Regions from separate parts of the Mus musculus genome. Here all the other regions are linked to region 1. A link is a contact called in public HiCAR-type, HiChIP or PLAC-seq and promoter capture Hi-C data. All regions are on one chromosome and are shown on one strand. Each heading gives the region's core, a stretch centred on a gene start, on an enhancer-like site or on the middle of the called end of the contact. The rest is flanking DNA. Distances are from core to core; before and after follow the strand shown. Region 1 holds the start of Zfp84 (zinc finger protein 84). Region 2 holds the start of Zfp59 (zinc finger protein 59). Region 3 holds the start of Zfp607a (zinc finger protein 607A). Region 4 holds the start of Zfp974 (zinc finger protein 974). Region 5 holds the start of Zfp780b (zinc finger protein 780B). Region 6 holds the start of Psmc4 (proteasome (prosome, macropain) 26S subunit, ATPase, 4). Region 7 holds the start of Fbl (fibrillarin).

The links. HiCAR-type assays count read pairs that join an accessible place to other places. HiChIP or PLAC-seq counts read pairs in DNA pulled down with a chosen protein or histone mark. Capture Hi-C pulls out chosen DNA fragments and counts their contacts.
Region 2: a promoter capture Hi-C map of adipose tissue shows a contact between it and region 1, with 6 times the contacts expected there. The contact joins the promoter of Zfp59 here to the promoter of Zfp84 in region 1. A contact is called at or near these places in 3 of 39 promoter capture datasets (the C10 cell line, cranial neural crest and hippocampal neurons), 1 of 115 datasets of contacts at active chromatin or transcription factors (astrocytes) and 2 of 9 other capture datasets (adipose tissue and liver).
Region 3: a contact with region 1 is called in a HiCAR-type map of astrocytes, with 5 times the contacts expected there. The contact joins the promoter of Zfp607a here to the promoter of Zfp84 in region 1. A contact is called at or near these places in 3 of 39 promoter capture datasets (hippocampal neurons and liver) and 1 of 115 datasets of contacts at active chromatin or transcription factors (astrocytes).
Region 4: a promoter capture Hi-C map of liver shows a contact between it and region 1, with 5 times the contacts expected there. The contact joins the promoter of Zfp974 here to the promoter of Zfp84 in region 1. A contact is called at or near these places in 4 of 39 promoter capture datasets (the C10 cell line, hippocampal neurons, liver and 1 more) and 2 of 9 other capture datasets (adipose tissue and liver).
Region 5: a contact with region 1 is called in a promoter capture Hi-C map of liver, with 6 times the contacts expected there. The contact joins the promoter of Zfp780b here to the promoter of Zfp84 in region 1. A contact is called at or near these places in 6 of 39 promoter capture datasets (the C10 cell line, cranial neural crest, hippocampal neurons and 3 more), 1 of 484 Hi-C or Micro-C datasets (B cells), 2 of 115 datasets of contacts at active chromatin or transcription factors (astrocytes and bone marrow-derived macrophages) and 2 of 9 other capture datasets (adipose tissue and liver).
Region 6: a promoter capture Hi-C map of adipose tissue shows a contact between it and region 1, with 15 times the contacts expected there. The contact joins the promoter of Psmc4 here to the promoter of Zfp84 in region 1. A contact is called at or near these places in 8 of 39 promoter capture datasets (the C10 cell line, cranial neural crest, erythroid cells and 4 more), 5 of 484 Hi-C or Micro-C datasets (B cells, CD4 T cells, CD8 T cells and 2 more), 3 of 115 datasets of contacts at active chromatin or transcription factors (astrocytes, embryonic forebrain and large pre-B cells) and 2 of 9 other capture datasets (adipose tissue and liver).
Region 7: a contact with region 1 is called in an H3K27ac HiChIP or PLAC-seq map of thymic regulatory T cells, with 9 times the contacts expected there. The contact joins the promoter of Fbl here to the promoter of Zfp84 in region 1. A contact is called at or near these places in 4 of 39 promoter capture datasets (the C10 cell line, hippocampal neurons, liver and 1 more), 3 of 484 Hi-C or Micro-C datasets (CD8 T cells, muscle stem cells and regulatory T cells), 2 of 115 datasets of contacts at active chromatin or transcription factors (regulatory T cell precursor and thymic regulatory T cells) and 1 of 9 other capture datasets (adipose tissue).

The regions. Positions count from the first base shown.
Region 1 is chr7:29,766,801-29,770,165 of GRCm38.p6, forward strand. Zfp84 (zinc finger protein 84) reads left to right here and starts at 1,752. Exons shown (of 5, transcript NM_023750.2): 1 at 1,752-1,895. It overlaps Gm38983 (a long non-coding RNA gene), which reads right to left and starts at 1,453. Exons shown (of 2, transcript XR_881933.3): 1 at 254-1,453.
Region 2 is chr7:27,837,011-27,840,375 of GRCm38.p6, forward strand. Zfp59 (zinc finger protein 59) reads left to right here and starts at 1,574. Exons shown (of 5, transcript NM_011762.3): 1 at 1,574-1,699.
Region 3 is chr7:27,858,864-27,862,228 of GRCm38.p6, forward strand. Zfp607a (zinc finger protein 607A) reads left to right here and starts at 1,722. Exons shown (of 5, transcript NM_001024726.2): 1 at 1,722-1,893.
Region 4 is chr7:27,927,572-27,930,936 of GRCm38.p6, forward strand. It overlaps Zfp974 (zinc finger protein 974), which reads right to left and starts at 1,887. Exons shown (of 5, transcript NM_001374027.1): 1 at 1,724-1,887. Gm26891 (a long non-coding RNA gene) reads left to right here. Exons shown (of 2, transcript XR_881914.3): 1 at 1-518; 2 at 776-903.
Region 5 is chr7:27,977,546-27,980,910 of GRCm38.p6, forward strand. It overlaps Zfp780b (zinc finger protein 780B), which reads right to left and starts at 1,612. Exons shown (of 6, transcript NM_001081021.1): 1 at 1,545-1,612.
Region 6 is chr7:28,048,368-28,051,732 of GRCm38.p6, forward strand. Psmc4 (proteasome (prosome, macropain) 26S subunit, ATPase, 4) reads right to left here and starts at 1,725. Exons shown (of 11, transcript NM_011874.2): 1 at 1,616-1,725; 2 at 737-835; 3 at 426-612. The coding sequence starts at 1,651.
Region 7 is chr7:28,168,061-28,171,425 of GRCm38.p6, forward strand. It overlaps Fbl (fibrillarin), which reads left to right and starts at 1,688. Exons shown (of 9, transcript NM_007991.3): 1 at 1,688-1,758. The coding sequence starts at 1,749. Gm31024 (a long non-coding RNA gene) reads right to left here and starts at 802. Exons shown (of 2, transcript XR_001778069.2): 1 at 48-802.

The DNA of each region.
Region 1 (3,365 bases), core at 502-3,001:
AGCAGCCCAAGCAAAGACTTGTCCCTCACGGCCTGTAATGTCACCCACTGGTCACAGCTTCTCACTGTGCTTCCAATTCAGAAGAAACATCCCAGCCCTTCCCATCTTACCCACCACCCGTTGTCTCTGCCTCTTTCCTCTGTCTTTCTCTTCCAACCCCTTCTCCTCCTTTCACACATGCACGCGCTCCCGCACATTCCTTCACACAGACACACAAAGTGCTCCTGTGCTCTTCACTAACCCACAGGCCTACATTCCAGTAACAACTGGCGGCTTCTCCATGTCCAAATCAGGAACTCCAAATTTGAAACATTTGTTTAGAGCCCTCCTCCTGTCACCGCCCTTGGATTTAGGTTGAATTCATTTTGCCGAGCACTGAGAACCCTGCGGGGTGTTTGGGGACTGGGGCTGAACTGTAAATTGCTTGCACCCGTTGTTTTCTGGGAAATGTAGTTCAAACCGAGGAGTCCAAGCCGCAGTGCCTTGTGGGAAAAACAAGCCAGGGCACCAAATCCTCCTTCGTGTAACCCCTGCCACAACATCTGCTCTAAGCCGATTCACGGAGAATTCCTCTGGGAATTCTGTCTAGAAAGGGTCCCAGGAGGTCCCGGAAAGACCAGGAACCTAGAAATCCAAAAAGCGGAATCTGGGTTTCAGGCTGCCGGTAAACCTAGATCTTGTGAGCGAGATATTCTCTTCTCTCTCTCTCTCTCTCTCTCTCTCTCTCTCTCTCTCTCTCTCTCTCTCTCTCTCTCTCTCTCTCTCTCTCTCTTCCCCCCGGAGACAGTCTTCCTAATAAAACTCTGCTTCCACAACAACAAAATCAACCAACAATAACAAAATCCACCAAGACTTGAGGCACAGTGATGCATACTTTTAATCATAGCAAACAGAAGGCAGAGACATGGGCCAGAGTTTGAAGCCAGTATGATCGACATTGAATTCTCATTATATGAGTGAGAATATATATATATATATATATATATATACATATACATACATACATATGGAATTCCATAAAATTTGATCCAACATAAATGTTCATGATTGGCCCAACATAAGTGCTTGGAACAGAACAGACGATGCTCTTAAGAACTGAACCATCTCTCTGTTTATTTTCCTTTATGGACACAGGTCGTTAGGTAACCATGGCTTCAAACTTGTTATGTAACCGAGGCGGGCATTAAAACTCTTGATTCTCCTGCTTCTGCCTCCTGAGTGCTGGGATTACAAACATGCAATGCTCAACCCAGGCTAATGCAGCACATTTAAATTTGTGGCTATCGAGTGGTAAGTAGACTAAATATTCCAGTAAAGATAGGGCGATCTTTGCCCTATCCAGTCGTTCCCAGTCCTAACAGCCTTGTCTCATTCCTTCAGGGAGCTTGGAACACCACACTGGAGAAGCTCTTAAGAGCCCTCATATATCCGACTGTCAATAGCAGGATGAGTTCTTTACCGAGAACGCGGTCTGTGATGTCTTCTGGGAAATGTAGTCCTGAGCTGGATCACTTGCTCGGGTTCTTGCCTCGCTTCTGTAGCTGGAGTAAAGATCCACCCCCACCACAGAGCCGAAACTGCTTAAGTTTCAGAGACTTCAAGCCTTGGATCCTTGGGAAATTCCCCCTTTAGAAAACTAATCGTCCGTTCTCTAGTTTCAACAGATCTCTACTTCCTCTCTCGCACACTGAAACTCTCCTGCAGACTCTAGAAGTAGCACCGCCTTCTGGGAAATGTAGTCCACTATAAATGCTCAGCCACATGGCGGAAGTGGCTGGAAAGAGGTTGTTCCGGATCATCTCAGTGCCCTACCCGACCTAACCCGGTACTGTCCTGGTCGGTATTCGCTGGTCGTCCGAGTTCGAAGCCGTGAGATCGCAGTTTATACTTTTGAAGTGAGTCTGCCCTTGGTTTTAAGTGCTTTGTGTAAATACAGTCCTTAAGGCCTGTATTTGTTGGTCGCTGGCTGCAGGCCGGCTCTAGGGGACCCACCCGGTTTCCGGGATGGCGCTAGAGGCTTAAAGAGGGACTAAGGCGGCGGGAGTGTGACTGCATGGGCGAAAAGGTTTTTGGAGGATGTGGATTGTACAGGAGGGTGAGAGAGAGAGAGTGCGCGAAGTCAGCAGAACGTGGGTAGTAGGTGGTTACCAGATCCTCTAGTCTTGCAACGCAAAGTCGGGGGCGGGAGGTGCGGGACACCATTTATGTCAAGTTTATTTGAAAATTTGGGGGGAGGGGGGAGAAAGCTAAATAGTAGAGACGGTAAGGATTTCTGTGTTCAAGATAGATCAGTTTACCAATCAGCATGACTTTTAACTGTAGTTAGGAGTTAGATATGGTGACCCACATCTATAATTTCAGCACTCGAGCTGCGGAAGCTGGAAGTCAGTGACTTTGAGGACAGCCGTGGGAACATAGTGAGTTCCAGGCTACCGGGACCCACATAGTGAAATCCTGTCTCAGAAACGGATGAGTGTATAGAAATTGTATTTGAAAAAACGTAATTACTGTGGGTTCCTACTTTTGTGTCACACCCTCCGAGTAGCCATTTAGCCTTGTTTAGGGAACTCTTAGAAAATCTTAGCCTCTGTTGACTACCACTAGAGAAGTCAGAATTTGAAGTTCATGATTCTGGGTGATCCACTTCAGGTTCTAAAAAGACAACTTCCTCAGCTCTAGGCTTTTCTGTCAAGAAGCAGACATAGTGAGCACACGGAGTCTCCGTTGTACCCCATCTTCACCCTGTCCAGTTTATAGTTACAAAACTAGTCCTCGGTGTGGTGGGTTTAGAAGGTGGGGGCTTTTTGAAGGTAATTAAATGGGAGTAGTGCCCTGGCTCCCTGGAGCTACCTGCCTTCTCTAGGTGAGAGTGCAGTCCAGAGACTCCATCTGGGGACCGGGGAAATCGGTTTTCACTAGACACCTAATTTGTCAGTGCCACCACAACAGAGAAATAAGTTTGTTATTTATAAGCTAGTCTCTGGTATTTTGTTATAGCAGCTTAAGTGGGCTAATGGACTTTAATACTGCACCTGGCCAGTTCCTGCAGAAATTATTTGAAGTTCCTGAAATGTACTTTGTTTTTTTGTTTACGGTTTCCAGAGAGATCAAGTTCCTTTTTTTTTTTTTGGCTTGGTATGGAGGAATCCACAGAAACGCCTTTCTTCATGACATGAGGAACTCTTCCTACTGTCCTAGTAAAAGGGAGTGTGGGGTGAGATAGAATTGGTTAGTCCTGGGGTGAGGTGCATGTGGAGGTTTTGAAGATGATTGAACCTGTTCATGGTAACACCGAAGAGTGAGTAGCCTAGAGGCACGGCTTTGAACTTTGGACAGAATTTCATTTTATTCATCTGTCTAGTGTC
Region 2 (3,365 bases), core at 324-2,823, 1.9 Mb before region 1:
AGAGCTGAGACTGGGGATGTGGCCTGCAGCACCCCAGGAAGAATTCAAGTGACTGTAGCTAAGGAAACACTTATGGTGGACATTAATCTCTAGTTACGTATTCAGCGCCCCATGGCTCCTGTGGAGAAAACAGAGGGCAATTAACTGATTTTACTTCCATGAAGGATAAGGGGTAGCACTAAGAAAAGAACTGTGACACAGGAAAGATGGAGCAGACCGACCAGAATCACACTGTGGAGAGAAAGGAGGACGGAACACATTGGATGACAGAAGGCTAAGCATCTTTATAAATGATCCAAAAGCCGGTGAAACAAAACCCAAGCTTTGCAGAAGCAGTCACTTGGGTCTGTCTGGAGACTCCTTGCCTACCTCAGTAATCTGCTCGTGGGATAACTCAAAATAGATGGAGTCTTTAATATTTAAAAGTGCAATACAAAATATATGAAGTAATAGATGCCCCGCCAAGAAAAAAGGATAAAAGAGAAAGCTTTCCACAGCAACATCTTCAGGTAATGAGCGTTTCTCCCACAGGTGAGCGTACAGGAACAGTTCCCTTTCCAGATCCCCTCGTGTCATTAGAGCTTAAGTGTCTCCATTTTTATTGACTTCACTCAGAGTTGAGATGCTGTCCAAATCAGCTATGCTCTGTTGCTCTTGGAGGGTGTTGTTCTATCAGTTTTTTAAATTGACAACATTTGAATGTGTTGATTGATTTTGCTATCATTCCCTATTGTTCTAGCGGGACTTCCCCCCTCTTCATGTTTAAAGGTGTGCTATTTGAGTATACTCTGAGTTAATTTTGTTTATGTATTTATGTACTTATTTGTTTGAGACATTTGGGGTATCCTCTGAATTTTAGTTTATTTAGTCCTTTCAAGACAGTAGGAGTGTATTCTGAGTTTATTTTTAATTAATTTTTTTCAGACACCTCCTCTGCCTCCTTAGGGCGGTGACTAAAGGCATGTGCCACCATAATCTGAGTGTATTTTAGTTCTTAGACAGGGTTTCACTGGGTAGTCCTCGGTGGTCTCTTCTCACAGACATGCAGCTGGCTGTGCCTCCCCATCGCTGGGATAAAAGCCATTGCTACCACGCCCATGTTTACTGTCACTTGATGACTTGGCCTCTTTATTAATCTACCTCCATTTTATAATCGACCTGAGTTTTCTTTTGATCATGCGAAGATGGTTACTTTGAATCTGCTAGAGTATTTATCTTTAATATATTTTCTGTAGTTAACACATAGCTGGGTCTGACTTTTCAAATCTAAATGTGGCAAATTTTGGCGTTTAGACGATTTACAGTACTTTTAATGCGATTAGTTTTATTAAGAGGCTCGTCTAGCCTGCCTAACGGACACAGTTCTGTTGGTACATAGCGATACGGTCCTCAGTCACATTTTCTATCTAAAGCAGGGAATTCAGACTCCTCCGTCTTCTCTACAGGAGAAAGAAAATCAGTTACGCGGAGAACCGGAAGTACCTTTTGCTCAAAGGAGGGCGCCTCCCCTTTAAGCGCGCACCCACGTGGGCACTCCCACAAGCCACTGGACTCGGTTTTCTGATGGGCTGGCCCGAGTTGCACGCCGGGATCTCCGGGACGCTCCAGGCTTCTCCAGGGCTTTGCTTGTGACAACTGTGTTTTCCGGGACCACCGCGCCGGAAGTAGCGCATAGGCTTTTGGTTTATGTCTCCCCAGAGTAAGACCGGAGCCAGCGGGCTGGGAGGGGTGTGTACAGGCGGTGGGGTGGCTGTATGGTGTGTGTGTGTGTGTGTGTGTGTGTCTTTGAGTCTAACTGTATACACACCTTGAGCTCTCTGCATAATCTGTGTCTCTGTGCTTGTCGCTGTCTGCTCCTGCTTTCTCTCAGGGACACAGGGACTAAAGCAGAGGACCAAGCTTCAGTAAGGGGAGGTCAGGTGCGGGGTCTGAAGGGAAGCTTTCCCCGAGGCTCAGACTTGAGCTTAGGGCTATAATTTAAGGACGGGGGTGTCGTCTTGGAGGGAGGGTACTTGTTGAGTCCCCTGACTTTCTCAGAGCTGCAGCCATTGAGCATGCTCTCAGATATGGTCTGCGATCTCATGCTTACTCAGGCTTCCCTAGGTGGCCATTCCAAAGGAGGGCTGGAGAGGGATGTGGATTCAAGAATGAGTTTTCTGTTTCTGTTTGAAAAATGAGGTTTTAGTTTTAGAATATGGAATGGAAGTGAGGGAAGGAGGAACAGGCGAATTGATACCTCCACCATTGTGTCCCTTACATTGTCCCTGCCCTTTCCACTTAGTTTCAATGATCCGTGGCGTCTTCTCCCACAATCTCTACCTTTTCCTGAGATGTTGTAACTAGGAATTTCTAGAGGGTAGCGTTAGGGCTCTCAACTAAATCAATTTGTATCTTGATGGTGTCACACCTCAGATGGCCTTTGATCTTTACAGGCCTTCATTCGAAGCAAGGGAAGAATGTAGGCGATAGATGGTCTGGTCACCAGGGAGGATTTGGGGAGTGGGAAAGTAATAGCACTGAATTTGGCATCCTTGAGGACTAGGTATTTTGTGTGTGTGTGTGTGTGTGTGTGTGTGTGTGTGTGTGTAAAATGGGTAATGTTGGCCAGATGCAGATGAGCAATGCCATGTTTAAATATAGGGATGTGGATCTGTGGTATCCCGTTGGAGTCTTGGTTCTGTCCCCTCAGGCTCTCCAGGCCTGTCAGGAACCTTAGGATGCCTGTGGTGAAGTCTGTTAGCGCAGTGCCGCCATATCCTAAGGGCCTGGTGTGCTTTAGTTGTTGCTCTGTGAGGTCATTTTGGGTTCCTTACCTGGTTATTGCCGCTGGGACAGGGCCAGGGGATGTGGGCCACAAGCGTGGATGGCTGCTCCGGACCTAAGGCTGGTTTGTATAATCATGTACATTCCCTCTTTTAAGGAAAGTCCCCCCCTCTTAATGATAATGTCTCCGTGATAATCAAAGACAGCATGAGTCAAGGTGTGGCTAATGTCTCCACAAAATGGGACCTTCAGAACAGCACTTAAGGCTGTGGGAAAGAACTCTAAAAACATGGATTCAAAAACAAATAATTTCTCAAATAATGAGGATGCGGTATGAATTATATGAGGGGGCTTCAGGAAGAGCCAAGGCAGCTACAGTAGGAGCCAACTTGTCAGGAAACCACTAAGGGAGGAGGTAACGGGGATTAGGGAGTGGCAATTGTAGGAGATCCCACCCCGCTATGGTTTTTGTTTGTGCATTAAAGGGCAGATGGATTCCTGAGCTCAAGGTCAGCCGGGGACTCTTTAATTTAGGCCCACGAGTGGTATAAATGGTAATTTCCGTACAGGGTCCCACCCTGTTAGTTTATCTTTTGTGTAAC
Region 3 (3,365 bases), core at 472-2,971, 1.9 Mb before region 1:
CCTCCCCATTGCTGGGATAGAAGGCATTGCTACCACGCCCAGCCATGTTTACTGTCACTTGATGACTGACTTGCCCTCTTTATTATCACTGGCAATGTCCTTTGGCCCAAAATCTGCCTCGACTTTAAAATCAAATTTAGTCTCCTTTTGACTATGTGAGGATGGTCACTTTGAATCTGCTGGAGTATTTATCTTTAACATTTTTTCTGTAGTAAACACATGGCTGGGTCTGACTTGTTTTTCAATCTAATGTGACAAACCTATACTTCGGCGTTTAGATAATTTACATTTTACTGCGGTTACTTTTATTACTAGCGTGGTCTAGTCTCGTCAACATTTGTTTACTCACATTCTGGAAAATTCGTGTAAATACAGGAGACAACAAAAGTAGTTTTGAAAGTTCAATAGTGTCACGTTACAATAAATAGGGTTTTCTAAAAACACGTGTATGTTTTTGTTTAGGCTACCTGGACATGCTAGTCCTTCATCCACTCAGTCCAACATGATGTAAGTGACTGCCTAATGGGCACAGCTCTGTTGATGCATACCGATCTGGCTCTCACTCACATTCTCCCGTCTAGATAACAGATGCTATGGTCTGACTCCCCTGCTCCCCAGCATAGCTGCAGCCATTCTGTTCTATGCCTGCCAGCTATTTCACAGTGTTGCTGTAACATGCCTGCCAGTCACTGACATAGAGAAGTGACTGAGCTCAGGGACACGCTGGCCACATACCCTGTTTTGTTCTGTGTGCTCTCAATGATCTGTATGAGGTTTGCTTATCTTATTTCACAAAGCTGTATGTAGGACCCATTGAATCAAAGGTAAATAGCAACTGTTATGTCTAAAATATCTTGAGTAAAGCTGACCACTGGGCAGCTCTTCCTGTACCTGCATATGAGCTCAGTGTTTTTTTTTTTTTTTTTTTTTTTTTTTTTTTTTTTTTTTTTTTTGGGGCTGACATTGAAGAATGCTGCTAATAAGCCAAAAAGTTTTAATACTCATGTTCTGTTATCTCACTGTTCTGAAATTCCCCAGTTCACCACCCATCCACCCCCCACCTTACTCAGGTCCTATCAGCTTAAAGGTTGCTAAAAATATACTTTGCCTAGGAAGCCAACAGCTCCCCTCCCTGCCCTTTAAACGTTTGAACCTGGTTTCTCATATAAAAAGCCTACCCTGAGAGCAGACCAGTACTACAATTAGGCTCCCGAGTCCTTTTTGCAGTCCTGAACTCCAGTATTATGGTACGTGTTTAATACACTAGTCTTGCTTAACTGAGATTGGTGTATGTATATAAGGTTTGAGTGGCGACTTCCTGAACTCCAACACAGCGACAATGAACCCTGGGAGTGTCTAGAACTTCTGTTTCTCTCTGAAATCGCTAAACTACCCACGTTCAAACCCAACAATTCTTTAGTTCAGTCTTTTCCAATTTACCATAGTCCCCACCAGAGCACAGCGAGGTGGAATCCCACTCAGTCTCAAGCAAAGATACAGCCAATTACAGCCTGATTTGATCTTACTTCTTTTGAACTTTAAAACTTCAGTTTGTCTGTCAGCTCCACAGGAGAGAAAATCAGTTACTAGTAGAACCCGGAACTATTTTGATCACAGGAGGGAGCCTCCCCTTTAAAGTCGGGGAGTACCCCCCTCCCCCTGGGAACTCTCACAAGCCACAGGACGCAGCTCTCAAATGGGCTGGGCCAAGTTGCATGCTGGGATCTCTCTGGAGCCCTGGGCTTCTCGGATCTCCGGTAGCGAGGGCTGTAGTTTTCAGGGCCACCATGGCAAGAAGTAGTGGATAGGCTCTGGGTGTCCTGGTGCCGCTAATGCGGAAAGTCCGATCTTTCTGGTCGGAGGAAGAAATCTCTAGTTGGCTTCGGTCTCCACGTAAGGCGGGAACCAGCCGGCTGGGTGTGGATGTGGACCGCGGTGTGGGGTGGTTGTGTATTTATGTGTGGGGGGACGGTGCTGCTGCAGGTGGTGGTGGTGGTGGTGGTGGTGGTGGTGTGTGTGTGTGTCTGTCTGTCCGAGTGTGCACACTTTGAGCTCTCTGCATTATCTCTGTCACCCAGTGTCACCCGGCTTGTTGCTCTCTGCTCCTACTTTCTCCCCTGGCCACAGGGGCTGAAGCAGAGGACCAAGCTTCTGAGAGAAGAGTCCGCACTGAAGGGAAGCTTTCCCTGAGGCCCAGAGTTGAGCATGGGAGGAGCATTTCAGGCCGGAAGAGTCTCCAGGGTTGCTTAAGAGAGCAGGCAGCTACTTGTTGAGCCCCAGGACTTTCCCAGAGCCCTATCCTAGCCACGTGAGTGTTGACAGAGTAGCAGAAAGTGCTCCCTGAGGATGCTCTCAGATATAGTCTGGGATCTCGCGCTTATTCAGGCTCCGTGCCTCAGCCATTACAAAGGAGGGCTGAAGTAGAATAAGGACTTTATTGCTGCACATCAAAGATTAAAGAATGAGCTTGTGCTTTGTTTGAAAATGAGGTTTTAGTTTTAGAATATGGAATTGTCAGTAACTGAAGGAGGGACAGGCAAATTGATACCTCCACCATTGTGTCCCTTACATTGTCCCTTCCCTTTCCACTTAGTATTCGCATTATCCTTCCAATGACATCCCTTGACATCGTCTCTCTACAATCACTTCTTTTTCTGAACAAATTATAGATAGGAGTCTCCAGAGGTTAGCGTTAGGGCTTTTACATCCCGATCTGTTAAATTGGCGCCTATTTCAATGGCATCACTCATCCTATCTTTACAGGCCTGCCTCTCAAAGCAGCAGAAAACTGCAGGTGGTTGACTATGTCTGTTCACCATTTCAGCTGGGAAAGTGATAGCACTGAATTTGGCATCTTTGAGAGCTAGTGATTTTCTGAGTGTGTGTGTGTGTGTGTGTGTGTGTGTGTGTGTGTGTAATGGGTAACACTGGCCAGATCCAGATGAGCAATGCCGTCCGTGGCTGATAGTGGGTGTGGATCTGTGGTATCAGGTTGAAGTCTTGGTTCTGTCCCCTCAGGCTCTCCAGGCCTGTCAGGAACCTTAGGATGCCTGTGGTGAAGCCTGTTAGTGCAATGCCGCCATATCCTAAGGGCCTGGTGTGCTTTAGTTGTTGCTCTGTGAGGCCATCTTGGGTTCATTCCCCTCAGTGTTCTGCAGGACAAGGGAGTGTGAGAAACAATGCGATTGCTGGGCAGTGGTGGTGCACACCTTTGATCCTAGCACTTGGGAGGTAGAGGCAGGTGAATTTCTGAGTTCCAGGCCAGCCTGGTTTACAGAATGAGTTCCAGGACAGCCAGGGCTACACAGAGAAACCCTGTCTCTACAAAAAAAAAAAAAAAAAAGCGGCCCAGGTGCAGGGCGAGC
Region 4 (3,365 bases), core at 637-3,136, 1.8 Mb before region 1:
CCTCCCACCGCTCACAGCCTCCCACACACAAATTGGAAGCACACAGGAGTCTACACAAAGCTGATCACCTCCTAACCCAGACAACCCACGGCCAAGGGGGCAGTGTGGGAGTGCAGGGCACAAACATATCTGCCTTGAACTCCTCCAGAAGAGGCCAGCAGAAGGGATCCATCTTCCACCCTGAGCTCCAGCTCGCCCTGCACCTGGGCCGCTCCTCCTACTGTGCGCAGATCTCAGATCTTCCTACTGGAACCCCACCTATCAAGGCTCACAGGGGCTCACAGCATCCAGGTGGCCCCTCCTGTGTAAACTCAGGGCTGAAGCACAGCGAGGCTGGAGGGGCTGCAGCTGTGATGCTCAGGCAGCGTCCAGCATTCTGTGCCCACTGTTAGTGAATGGGACTGTGCACCATGGACCACTCTCCTGAGAACCTTCCCTCATCTATGATAACACTTATGTTGTCTCAAGCCATGATCCTTTATGAAGATAATTAGCTGTAAAACATCCTGTCACAGGAGGTGAGTATATGTTTCCCTCTTTCCATATTATGGGAGATTTTGAACAAAATAATGCTAAGTTTGTTCTGGGTGTCCTAGGTCTTTTGATCCTAGAACTGAGTTTCTCAACCTCCGCAGGGCTGACACAACTGTCCTGCCTTGGGCTCTGTGAGGACCACCTTGTGCTCTGTAAAATTATCACACTGAACACAATACAAATTTTAAAATTCTGCTCTTCATTATTACCTTCATTTCGTTTTCTCCTTGTTTTGAAACAGGTTCTCATTTTGTAGCACACCCCTCCTGGAACTTGCTATGTGGATCAAACTGATCCTTAATTTACAATGATCCTCCTGCTTCTGCCTCCCAAAATGCTGAGATTAAAATGTACACTGTACAGACTAGAGCTTATGAGTCATTTCCTTAAATATACAACCAGTATTTGCATTCTTTCTAACACTCCCTTGTCCTGCCATACCCTGCAGACAATGAACCCAAGATGAGCACTGTCTATAATGTGGGGAAAGGAAGTGATTTAGGGAGAAAAAGTCAAGGGTAATTGAAATGGTCATGTGAACACCAGGACCTAAGGGCAGGGACAACGTAAGGGCCACAGCGGTGGAGGTATGAATGTGTACGTTCACCTACCTGCATTTACTGACAATTCCATATTATAAAATTGAAAACTCATTTCTCAAACAGAAAAGAAGAGTACACTCATCCTTGACTCTTAGATGGGCAGCAATAATGATCCCATCCTTCTCAAGCCCTCCTTTTGACTGATGGCCTTCGCGGGGAGCCTGCGCAAGGATGAGATCCCCATCATGCTCTGGCAGCATCCGCACTGAGCACTTTCCTTCAGTTCCCTCAACACTCACACAGCTAGGGCTCTGAGAAAGTCATGGAATTCAACAAGTAACCACCCTCCTAGGTCACCCTCGGTGGCACTTTCAGCCCCAAATGCTCCTCCCAAGCTCAAGTCTGTACCTAGCCTGACCTCTCCTTACTGAAACTTAGTCCTCTGCTTTGGTTCCTGTGGTCGCGAGGGAAAGTTGGAGCAGAAAGCGACGCGCACAGAGCCCCAGATAATGCAGAGAGATCAAGGTGTGGACACACACACACACACACACTATCACATCAACAAACAGCGACCCTATACGACCGTCCGCACACGCCCACTCCCAGCCGGCTGCCTCAGGCCTTACTCCATGGAGACCGAAGCCAACCTGAAATTTCTTCCGCCGACCACAAAGATCGGACCTTCCGCATTAGCGGCACCAGAACACCAAAAGCCTATGCGCTAGTTTCGGCGTGGTGACCCTAAAAAATGCAGTTATCACCAGCAAAGCCCCCGTGAAGCCCGGCTCTTGGGGGCGGGGATGCCAGATCTGCGAGCGGAGCCCAGTGGTTTGTGGGAGTTCCCACGGGGGTGCGCGCTTAAAGGGGAGGCGCCCTCCTTTGAGTAAAAGTTACTTCCGGTTCTGCGGGGAACTGATTTTCTCGCCCTTAAAAAGGCAGGGATGCTCTAGATAGAAAATGTGACTGAGGACCACATGCTATGCAACAACCGTACTGTGTCTGTTAGACAGGCTAGACGATCCTCATAATAAAACTAGTCGCATTGAAAGTACTGTAATCGGTCTAAAAGCTAAAGTACAGGTTTGTCACATTAGATTTGAAAAGAGGTCAGACCCAGCTATCTGTTAACTTCAGAAAATATGTTAAAGATAAATACTCTAGCAGATTCAAAGTGACCATCTTTACATAATCAAAAGAAAACTCAAGTCGATTATAAAATGGAGGCAGATTTGGGGGCAAAGAACATTGCCAGTGATAATAAAGAGGCCAAGACATCAAGTGATAGTAAACATGGCTGGGCGTGGTAGCAATGGCTTTTATCCCAGCGATGGGGAGGTACAGCCAGCTGCATGTCTGTGAGAAGAGACCACCGAGGACTACCCAGTGAAACCCTGTCTAAGAACTAAAATACACTCAGATTATGGTGGCACATGCCTTTTACTCTTTTTGTGTCTGAGTTACCTCACTCAGGATATTTTCTAGTTGCACCCATTTGCCTGCAAAACTCATGATGTCCTCATTCTTAATAGCTAAATACTATCCCATTATGTAAATGACCCACATTTTCTGTATCCATTTTTCCATTGGGGGACATCTGGGTTGTTTCCAGCTTCTGGCTTTCACAGATAAGACCTCTATGAACACAGTGGATTTGTGGTATGGTGGGGCATCTTTTGGGTATATTCCAAGAGTGGTATAGCTGGGTCTTTGTGGTTGATCTATTTCCAAACTTCTGAGGATCCTCGAGATTGATTTCCAGAGTAGTTGTATCAGTTGGCAATCCCACCAACAATGTCTTAGAGCTCAGGCTCTAAGATCCAGAATTGATAAATGGGACCTCATAAAACTGGAAAGCTTCTGTAAGGCAAAGGACGTAGTCAGGACAAATCAGCAACCTATAGAGTGGGACAAAACTTCACTAACCCCACATCCTATAGAGGGTTAATATCCAAAATATATAAAGAACTCAAGAAGCTAAGCTTCAAAAATCCAAACAACCCAACCACAAAATAAGGTATAGAGCTAAACAGAGAATTCACAACAGAGGAATCCCAAATGATGGAGAAGCACTTAAAGAAATGTTCAAAGTCCTTAGTGATCAGGGAAATGCAAATCAAAATGACCTGAGATTCTACCTTACAACAATCAGAATGGCTAAGACAAAAAACTCCGGTGACAGCACTTGTTTCTACTGCACTTTTGAAACTTAAAGACTGTATCTATTTTTAAGATATCCCATAGGCTAATACTAGACCAGGAGTCCCCAGCTATATCTAGGTGACTGTTTCT
Region 5 (3,365 bases), core at 362-2,861, 1.8 Mb before region 1:
CCTGGCCAACATTACCCATTACACACACACACACACACACACACACACACACACACACACACACAGAGTCAGAAAATCACTAGCTCTCAAAGATGCCAAATTCAGTGCTATCACTTTTCCACTCCCAAAGTTCTCAAGAGTGAACAGAAATCGTCTACCACCTACATTTTCCCCTGTACAGAACACCTATTAAACACATCCCATCTAACCTTAAGTGAATGAGACTCAAACTACCATATTTATTTATTAGGTTCTGTGCAATTACTGCGGGATGACCCTAATCTATATCTCTAAATGACAGTCTGGCGACTGGCTCGACTGCACTTCCCAAATCCTTGCTGTTTCAAACTTCCAGGGCTACTTCTGCTCCAGCCGTCTGGTGTCCCCGGGAGGCATATCACTCTGTCAGGAACGGTTGGTCCAGCTCTTGGAGACCTCCTGTTCTCTAGTCTTTTCCTCCCCTGTGCTCTGCCTCTGTTCTCTCTCCTCCCCTGGTGGTGCCTACTTGAGACCCACAGCTCAGTTACTCAAACTCTACCTCTCTCTATTCCTCTCAGGAACTGGCTGTGGCTAGTTTTATTTAAACTCAGGTTTTAAGCTGGGGAGCAAAGTTCACATAGCATCACTTGGAGTATGTGAGGATCTGCTCATGGCGAAGGGTGGGGGGGGGGGGACACCAGATCTTGGGAGCCAGTATTTAGCATTAAATACAAGCAGCACCAGCACCCCTGAAGTCCCCCTGCTTTGAAAGGAAGGTCTATAAAGATCAAAGTCCATCTGCTATGTGATGCCATGGATAGGAATTGGTTTGAGTTTGAGATTCCTAAGGTTAACCTCTGGAGATTCTTATCTATAAAGTCTAGGGGAAAGGTCTGATTATTGAGAGATATCAAGGATCACTGAAACAATAGTGAGAATACTAATTGGGAGGAGAACGAACAATGTAAGAGCCACAAAGTTGGAGCTATCAGTTTGTCTGTTACTCCTTCATTTACTGACAATTCTATAGTCTAAACCTAAAGCCTCGTTTCTCACACGGAGAGAAAGCACAAACTTCGCCCTTGAGTCTTAGCTGAGTAGCAATAAAGATCTCATGCTTCTCTAGCCCTCCTTTGGAATAATGGCCGAAATGGGGAGCCTGTGGGGAGCCCAAGGAAGCCTGAGATCCCAAACTAGATCTGAGAGCATCCTCAATGAGCACTTTCCCTCCCTTCCCGCAACACTCGCATTGCTACAGCTCAGGGAAACCTAGGGATCTTATCCCCCTAGGGGCCCCTCGGAGGCACTTCCGGCCTCAGCTACTCATGTACCTCAAAGGAAGCTTCCCTTCAGACTCTGCACCTGATCTTTCCTTGCTTCAGCCCCTGTGCCTGCAAGAGAAAGCAGGAGCAGAAAGCTACAAGCATAGTGACACAGGAGATGCAGAGTGCTCAAGGTGCGTATACATACAGAGAAACAGACACACACATCACCGCCCCTACACACTCACACAAATATCAACATCCATCCCACACCCACACCCAGCATGCTGGCTCCGATCTTACTCTGTGAGGACGTAGGCCATAGAGCGATTTCTTCCACCTACGAGAAAAACCTGACTTTTCAAGGGAGCGATACACGACACCGGAATTCGATCCGTTACTTCCGGTGCGGTGGACCCTGGGAAATGTAGTCCTTGCGGCGGAACTCCGGGAAGCCCAGAGCTCAGAGGTTCAGGGCGATCCGAGCTTGCTACTGGGACCAGCCCACCTGGGAGCTGCGCCTGGTGGTGTCAGGGGTTTTTCCAAAAAGGCACAGCCTTTAAAAGCTCCCGTGTGGTGCTCAAAAGGTACTTCCGCTTCTGCGCGCCACTGATTTTTCTCTTCCCTGGAGCGGACTGACAAGCAGAACAGGAAGTAAGATCAGAATGGGATATAAGTGACTTGAGTCCCACTGAGTGGGATTCCACCTCGCTGTGACCTGGTAGGGACTATGGTAAATTTGGAAAGACTAAACTAAAGAATTGTTGGTGTTAAACGTGGATAGTTTACATCAGCGATTTCAGACAGCCAGGTGTTCTGGACCCTCCCTGAGTTCAGGGTCCCTGTTACCTAGATAGAAAACGGTGAGTGAGGAACACATCAGAAAGTTTCAACTGAGTCGTGTCCGTTAGACAGTAATTTACCTCACGTTGAAGGATGAAAACAAGGAGGATTTGAAAACAAGTCAGACTCAACCGAGTATCAACTACAGAAAATATGTTAAAGTTCAGTACTCTAGAAGATTACGAGTGACCGTAATGAAGACTCAGGTTGATTTGATAATCGAGACAGACTGGGGACACAACATTGCCAGTGTAAATAAAGAGGCCAAGTCATCAAGTATAATAAACATGGCTGCGCGTGGTAAGACATGCCTTTTATCCCAGCAAAGGGGAGGCACAGCTCACTGCATGTGTGTGAGACTGAAGCCAGCTACAAGTATAGAGTGAAACCCTCCCTAAAAACTAAAATAAACTAAAAGTACTAATAGCGCAGCTTCAGGCACGAAGCAGGGGGAAAGCCTGGTAAGTAATAAGGTAGTAATAAGAATGACAGCCAGAAAATGGCCTAGTTGGCCGTCATTGGGAAGAGAGACCCCTTGGTCTTGCAAAGTTTATATGCCCCAGTACAGGGGAACGCCAGGGCCAAGAAGTGGGAGTGAGTGGGTAGGGGAGCAGGGCAGGGGGGAGGGTATAGGGAACTTTCAGGATAGCATTTGAAATGTAAATAAAGAAAATATCTAATAAATAAGAAAAGAAGCAGGGGGTGGGGGTGGGGGGAGATCAAATTGTGAGGGCTGGAGGGATGGCTCAGTGGTTAACAGCACTGACTGCTCTTCTGAAGGTCCTGAGTTCAAATCCCAGCAACCACATTGTAGCTCACAACCATCCCTAATGAGATCTGACGCCCTCTTATGGTGTGTCTGAAGACATCTACAGTGTAGTTACATACAATAATAATAAATCTTTAAAAAAAAAAAAAAAAGAAAGAAAGAAAGAAAAGAAAAAAAAAGAATGACATCCAAATCCACCATCACCTCAATAATTTTCAACCTCAATAATGAATAGAACAGACAGAAAAGCAATAGGGCATAATTGAATTAGAAAACATATCAAAATGGAGACAGTTAAAATGTAATGAAATCCAGACGCTTTGAAATTACTGCTTTCATTTACACACATGTAGCAGAAATGGTCCCTAGTCTCCTTCGAAGACCATACTTGTGTACAAGGCCCATTTTTTACTCTACACACAAAAAAAATGATTTCTGTGAGCACATCTGTTGGTTAAGTTTCTCTTCAAGTATAGACTGATGTCTTTTTGTTATTCATTCTTGGAGGCAAT
Region 6 (3,365 bases), core at 475-2,974, 1.7 Mb before region 1:
CAACCGATGCTTCCAGACAGCAGCTCCATATCCAGCAGCAGTTGTGGCGTTAACTCAGGCGAGGGAAGTGACCACCAGTTTGTTCAACTCAAACAGACTAGAACCACAAACATCAAAGGTACTCCAACCCACATGGTAAATTTCTTCTTGTTTGGAGACAGGGTTTCTGTATGTACTCCGGGAAACATACTAGGTAGACCAGGCTGACCTCAAACACACAAAGATCCTCTTGTCCCTCCGCCTCCTCAAGTGCTGAGGTTAAAGGCGTACACCATCACACTTGGATGGTGAAACTACACGCACACACGTGAATTGAGAGGCAGAAAGAGACATTCAGAAAATAAAGTATGTATCCACTTCTGGATCGGTCAGTACTCTGGCCATTCTATCACCCTGCCTTGCTCCCAGCCTGCCTCACCACTCACCTGTGGTGGAGCCCACGATGGCTGTGTTCTGATCCACAGCTTCCAAGAACTGACCGATGACCAAGGGGATGCTCTGGATCCGCTTCACCTCCTCCTGGGCGTGGAGGAATTCCTTCTTCAGGTTCTTCTGCTCGTCCTTGATATACTCCTCCTGCACTTCCAGGAACTCCAGCTCCTGCTGCAGCTTCTGCACGCACAGGGAGGGCAAAGGGTTGGCTGCAGCCTTGCCGTACCACAGTGGGAGGTGGGGGGGGGGGCGTATGTGATGGGGGATGGGAGGTATGCAGGAGCCAGCTTAGGGTTGAACACACCTTGTAGCGGCTGTACAGGTCCTCCAGGTCTTCAGGTTCGGGTCCCAGAAAGGACAGGCCGGTCTGCGGCCGAGACACGGACAGTGCTGGAATCTCATCCTGTAGACGGTAAAGACAACTTGGTGTTGGAAGCAGAGAATCATCTCGTGAAATCAGCGAAAGCGTTCTTCCTATTTCGCCACCAAGTCACCTATGTCTCCAGTACCTGACATCATTCACTATCTCTCAATAGATACAGGAGCTGCTCAGTCCCCTATGTAGATTGCTAATAGTAGGCCCCTTAAACAAAACTCATCATGAAAGTTTTGCAGCAGCTCCATACCGAACCTTAGCATCCCAGTCCCCTCAAGAGGTTCTAAAAGTCCCATGGATTTTAAAGTCAGAGTCACATTCAGAGTCTCATTACCCAGTTCTTCCCCTCCCCCCCCCAAAAGCTTTCATGTCAGATTCCCAACTCACGTTAAAGCCAAAGGTCACTCAGCCAAACCACAACCAATACTTAACGCCTCACCGTTCACGTCCCAAGCACAGTGAGTCCACTGGTCCCTTGGCCACGAACATACCTAGGCCACGGGGCCCCCATACATCATCCTCCACCTGGTCCAGACCCCAAACCGAAAAGCTAGTAAGCACAGCTCTCCAGGCCTCGCAACCGTTCTGTCTGAAAAGTCTTTAAGTTCAACGCCACTTTCCTCCCGCTCTGCTTTTCTGAGCTTTGCCGCCCTCCTGACAACATGACTACCCCGCCAGGCCCCGGGACCACCCAAAGCTCGACACCGAGGCCTCTGAAACCACCCAGCCCAGAGCTGGGATCCTGAGAACCCCTCAGCACCCCACTCATGTCCAGCTCCCGCTAAGAAACCCAGATCCCCACTGCACCTGAATCTTTTCCACCAAAATGCCTATCTCCTCCATAGTGACCAAGCCGGCCTCAGTGCAGCCCGGCCAGTCACGGCTTCCGCTGACGCCAACGGAAGTCCTTCACATAGAGCATCTTGGGAAACGTAGTTTTTAAGGTACCGCTGCGGGTTGACCTGACGGGCCGGATAACAGGAAGGGCGGGAAACTCTTAGCCCTGGGCTCCGCCCCCAAGATGGGTTCCTGCGCTCTGCGCTCCAGGCGCGCGCGCGCGGACCCGCAAGGATGTTGCGCGTGCGCAGTAACTCTTGTTCTGGCGCCATCCTGCTTCGCGGCCCGTCGCGCGTTGTGAAGGTTTCTCCAGTAGATGGCGCGGCCGAGTTGCTCTTGAAGAAAAGTCTCCAGAGGATTGATTGATTGATTTTAATATTATCCACTTTTTTACTTTCTTGTCTTTACAAAGCCAGCCCCGAACTGAGAATATGAAGATTAATCAAGTCCTGTCCTAACTTGTTAAAAACTCCAGAGCTTTGTTAGAAGGAATTCGCAGACATAACTAAGTATAAGAAACGAGAGGCACTAAAGAAGCCTTTAGTTCCACAGAAGAATCTCTTGACCTTCTCTGGCCGCCACCTGAAGAGAGAAGCAGAGGTCACAGAACGGCGAGGAGCCAATCAGATCGTACCAAAGCTGGAGAAACCGAGGCAGCTGCGAATGCAGATCTTTGCGGAGTCCTGTCGAATCTTTTCTTCTCTGTCCTCTTCACATTATTTTTAGGGGCTGTCAAGATGGCCCAGTGCTGAAGAACACTTGTGGCTCTTCTACAGGACCCGAGTTCGGTTCCCAGCACCCAGGTGGGGCAGCTCACTAGCATCTGTAGGCAACTCCTTCGGTTTCTGCAGGCACCTGCACTCAAGCACACGTCCCCGCTAGCAGAAACACACTTACACATAATTAAACGTTTTGAAAGGATTTTATATTTAGTTACGTGTACATGTGTATATCGGAGTGCGAATTTGTGCACCTGGATTCAGTACATGCAGAAGCCAGAAAAGGGCATAGGAATCTGTGGCACTGGAGTTACAGACTGTGTGCGCCATCTTTTCAGCCTCCTGTTGAGTTTTGATTGTTGTTATGGCTCAGGAACTTTGATATGCTAAGCAAGCCCAGCTAAAATCCTTAGTATGTATTATATTCTCTTCTACAAAGAAGGAAGCTGGTGCCAAGCACTGAAGTCACTTGAGCAACTGGTAAAGCAGGGTTAGAACCTAGATCTGTATTCCTTGTACCAGGGATATACACTACCACACTTCATAACAGCTATAGTTTTTGTTAAGTAAACTTTTTATTGGGGCACAGATAGGTAGCAGGCACAAATCATTATTTTCTAGCTACATAATGCTGCACAAATTGAACGTCCTATCTGTTCTGTATGGTATGGAGAATCTACAGTAGCTCTCACACTGGCTAGCAGGTGGGTTCCTTCCCTCCATCAGTTGAAGAATTAAAAGACAGAAAAACAGTGACCACAAAGTAAAGGTGAAGTTTGTTGGCAGGCAATACAAATAGTTGAGAGAGGCAGCTCTCCAGCTATTAGGAGGCTGTGTTTTTCTTTGGTTTTAAGGTGTCCCGCTGGTGAGTTCCACGCCACCTGTTCTCTGTTGATCTAATGGTGCTTATGTAGCTCTTCTGTAGCAGGCCTATGTCTTGGTCCACTGACATGGAAATAACTGAATTGTTGCCTGGCTGAGGTAAGTGTGGGCACCCCAGC
Region 7 (3,365 bases), core at 438-2,937, 1.6 Mb before region 1:
CTTGAGTTCAAATCCTAATGCCTGTCTTAAAAAATTGAAGTGGTCACCTGTGTGTCTGTAACACCAGGGCTGGGGTGGTAGTGGTGAGACAGGGGACTTTCTGGCCACCAGCCTAGCTCCGGGTTCAGTGAGGATCCTAAATCAAGAGAATAAGAGAGAGGGTGATAGAGCAGAACACCGTACATCCTCCTCCATTCTCTGCATACCTGCATGTGTGTGGGCACACACACACTCGTGAACACATACACACACAATGTGTAAGCACTAAAACATTTCAGTGTCTTACAGGCTTGTAAGAATCCCCTTTAATGCTTATTTTGTCTAAAACAAAACAAAAACCAGTGCTGGATGCTAGGGTGATTTGTCACCCTGGCAACCATCCAGCCCTTCCCTGGCACTTGGCTGCCTTGAATGACTACCATCCAAGCAAACCCCTCTTGGCAGCCAGCTGGTCTACTGTCATGGCAGCCTGGCAGCTCTTGAATGCTCCACAGACACCTCCAGGAAGCTATACTGCATGGACCACCACTTAATGCTAAAAGACAACTCCTGCTCTAGGAGGCACTATCCTGGCCCTGACTATCCCCAAGAGTTTAACATGGACTTTTTGCCATCAGAAGCCTCTATAATCCTTGGCAGCCACTTCACCAAGGCCAGAGGGAAACCATTTCCCCTGGTAACCCAACAAAAAGTCAGCGGTTAGTGCAAATGATCTTTCAGTTGCACGGAAGGCTGTAAGTTCTGGCTATTAGGACGCTTCTTCTGGAGACCGGTCGCTCCTGTGCTGCCTCCTGGTGGTGCAACATTAACACTGGGCCTTCTGCAACAGTTGTTGCTCGACTGATGTGATCTTTATCAGTAGGGTGGGCTGAATTCATGACCTGAAGAGGAGGAACAGAGGCAGAAACAACTGCAAACCAGCAGTGGCCTGGGAGCAGCTGCGACAACATTTGGGTGAGTGAAGATTTCCAGTAAGAGGCCAGGGGTAGAGAGCAGAAGCAGTGAGATGCCTGTTCTTCGCTGTAAAGGAGGGAGCTCTTTGAGCGGAAAAGGAAAAGGAAGGAGAAATAGAAAAGCGAAGTGTACCATAGGAGATCCCGAGTTCCAGCTCAGCCTGGACCCCACTGCAAAACCCTGTCATAAAATACAAACCTCAACAACAAACAGAAACATAAGGCTGTGCTGGAGAGATAGCTCAGCTGTGAAGAGAACATAATGCTCTTGATGAAGACTCAGGTTCGGGTCTCAGCACCTATTTGGCGGCTCACAATTAATTGCCGGTAACTCTAGTTCCAGGGGATCTGACGCCTTCTCCTGACTTCCATGGCGTATGCGTGGTGCACAGACAGACGAATATGCAAGCTAAACACTTCTAAGGATAAAATTTTAAAAATTTAAAGTCTTTGAAAAATAATAAATTTTTAAAAATCGGTATAACCCCTGATTCCTGGAGTGCTAGCATAAGTGAGAGGAAAAGTCGCAGCGCACTTGTGATAAAATTTGCCACTCTAGGAAAAAGTGAGGAGCGTAGAGACACGACAGAGCCGGAAAAGGATTCAGAACTCCCACCCAAGGGGCCGACTCCGACTTCCGGGAGACGGGACGCGCGTCTAAGGGGCGTGGTTACGCGCTTCCGTCACTCGCCGTGCGTCACCGCGCGCAGGCGCTCCTTTCCACGTGCGAAAGCCTGAGACTCGTGGAGTCGGGGACGCCGCAGGTTGCCTGAATCGCGCGACCAGAACGCAGTAATGAAGCCAGGTAAGGACCACGGTGCGGGCAGGAGTCGGGGGCTCTAGGCGCGGCGGGCGGGGACCGCGGCCGCTCGGGGCCGGGGGATGTGGCCGTGAGCTCGGCTCACCGGCCGGCCTACAAGCTTGCCGCCTCAGAGCGGCCGGTGCGGCCCTCCAGACCCTGACCCAGAGTTGGGGCTTGGATCTCCGAGCATTGCTTTAGGGGATCCGACTTGGGTCGCAGATGAAAGGGCCCCTGTCTCCACCCCAAGCCTTCCCTGTTGCCGCCGTCACCCACTGTCACTCCCTGTCAACGATACCTTGGTCCCCAACCCAGCTTCCCCCCGGGTAAATGAGGATCTCCGGCTCCGTGGTGTGCGGCGCTCGCGTGCACAGGCTGGCGCTCGCCGCGCTTCCGGGAGGGGCGGGACCCAAGGCTTGTAGGAGTAGAGGCTCTGGGGACCTGGGAGTCCCTGCTCTGTAGTGAGAGCGACTTTACTAGCCCGGCTATTAGCGGGGTAGGTGATTGGAATTGAGAGGGGTTGGTTTAGGTTTGGATTTTGAGAGCGTCTTGTCACGTGATCCTAGCTGGCCGAGATCCACCAGCCTTTACCTCCAGAGTACGGGGATTAAAGGCGTGCGCCACCACGGCTGGCCTGACAAATGTATCCATCTCACCTATTTCCCGCGTTTTTTTCTGATGAGCCCACTGTATGGTGGATGATGGCGAGAGTTCTGGCTTTGACAATAGAAAGTTCTCGTTTCTCTCTTGAGTTCTTAATGGATAAGTGGTTTTCTTGGTGATAGGTTACTCTGGGCTGTCAATCCTAGCACTCGGAAAGCGGAGACAGTTAGATAATGAGTTTGTAACACCAGTCTGTTCTACATTAGTCGTGATAGCATGAGCTTTTCCTGTTGCCGAAGGATCAGTTTTCACCACTGCAGGTTTTTGTCTGGCGTGGACACACATGTTCCTGTGGACAGATGGAGAGTAAGTCACTGCAGGCGATAGTGACCCATCTCTCCCTCCCAGACATGTTGAATATCTATCTGGGGCTCTGTTCTGGATGTCTGGGGAAGTAAGGTGGAGGGATTGCTAGTCTGGATGTTCTCCTGGCATCCTGTGATTTGTGCTTTCCCCTCAACCTTTCTCCATCACACGATAGAATGAGAATTGTTGAACAGTCGAATCTTCTGTGACAGTTTGTGTCTTGAATACGAAGCAGCTTTGGGGGAGATTGTTTTAAACAGAGGTGTGCTACAAAGTATGGTGGACGATTCTCAACAAGGTCCTTTATTTTCATGTTTGTGTATTGAAATGGCATCTTATTGTAATAGCCTAGGCTAGCCTCAGACTCGGCTTCCCAAGTGGCTGGGTTGCAGGCATGTGATTGCAGCAGTTGCTGGAGTTGCTAGTTTGGAGGTGGGGAGACTTGTAGAGAAAAGCAGATTCTAAAACAGCAGACTGTGTGTGAACATAAAAGTCTTGTTGAGTAGTGAGTCCTTTCGGTTCATTTTCCTCAAAACCCCAGGACCAGAAATGGATCCTGATAACACATTGAGTATTATGTGTCTGAGTTGACCCTGCTATCTACCGGTCGCCATGAGGATGCCAACAGCTTGCCAGATCTCTGT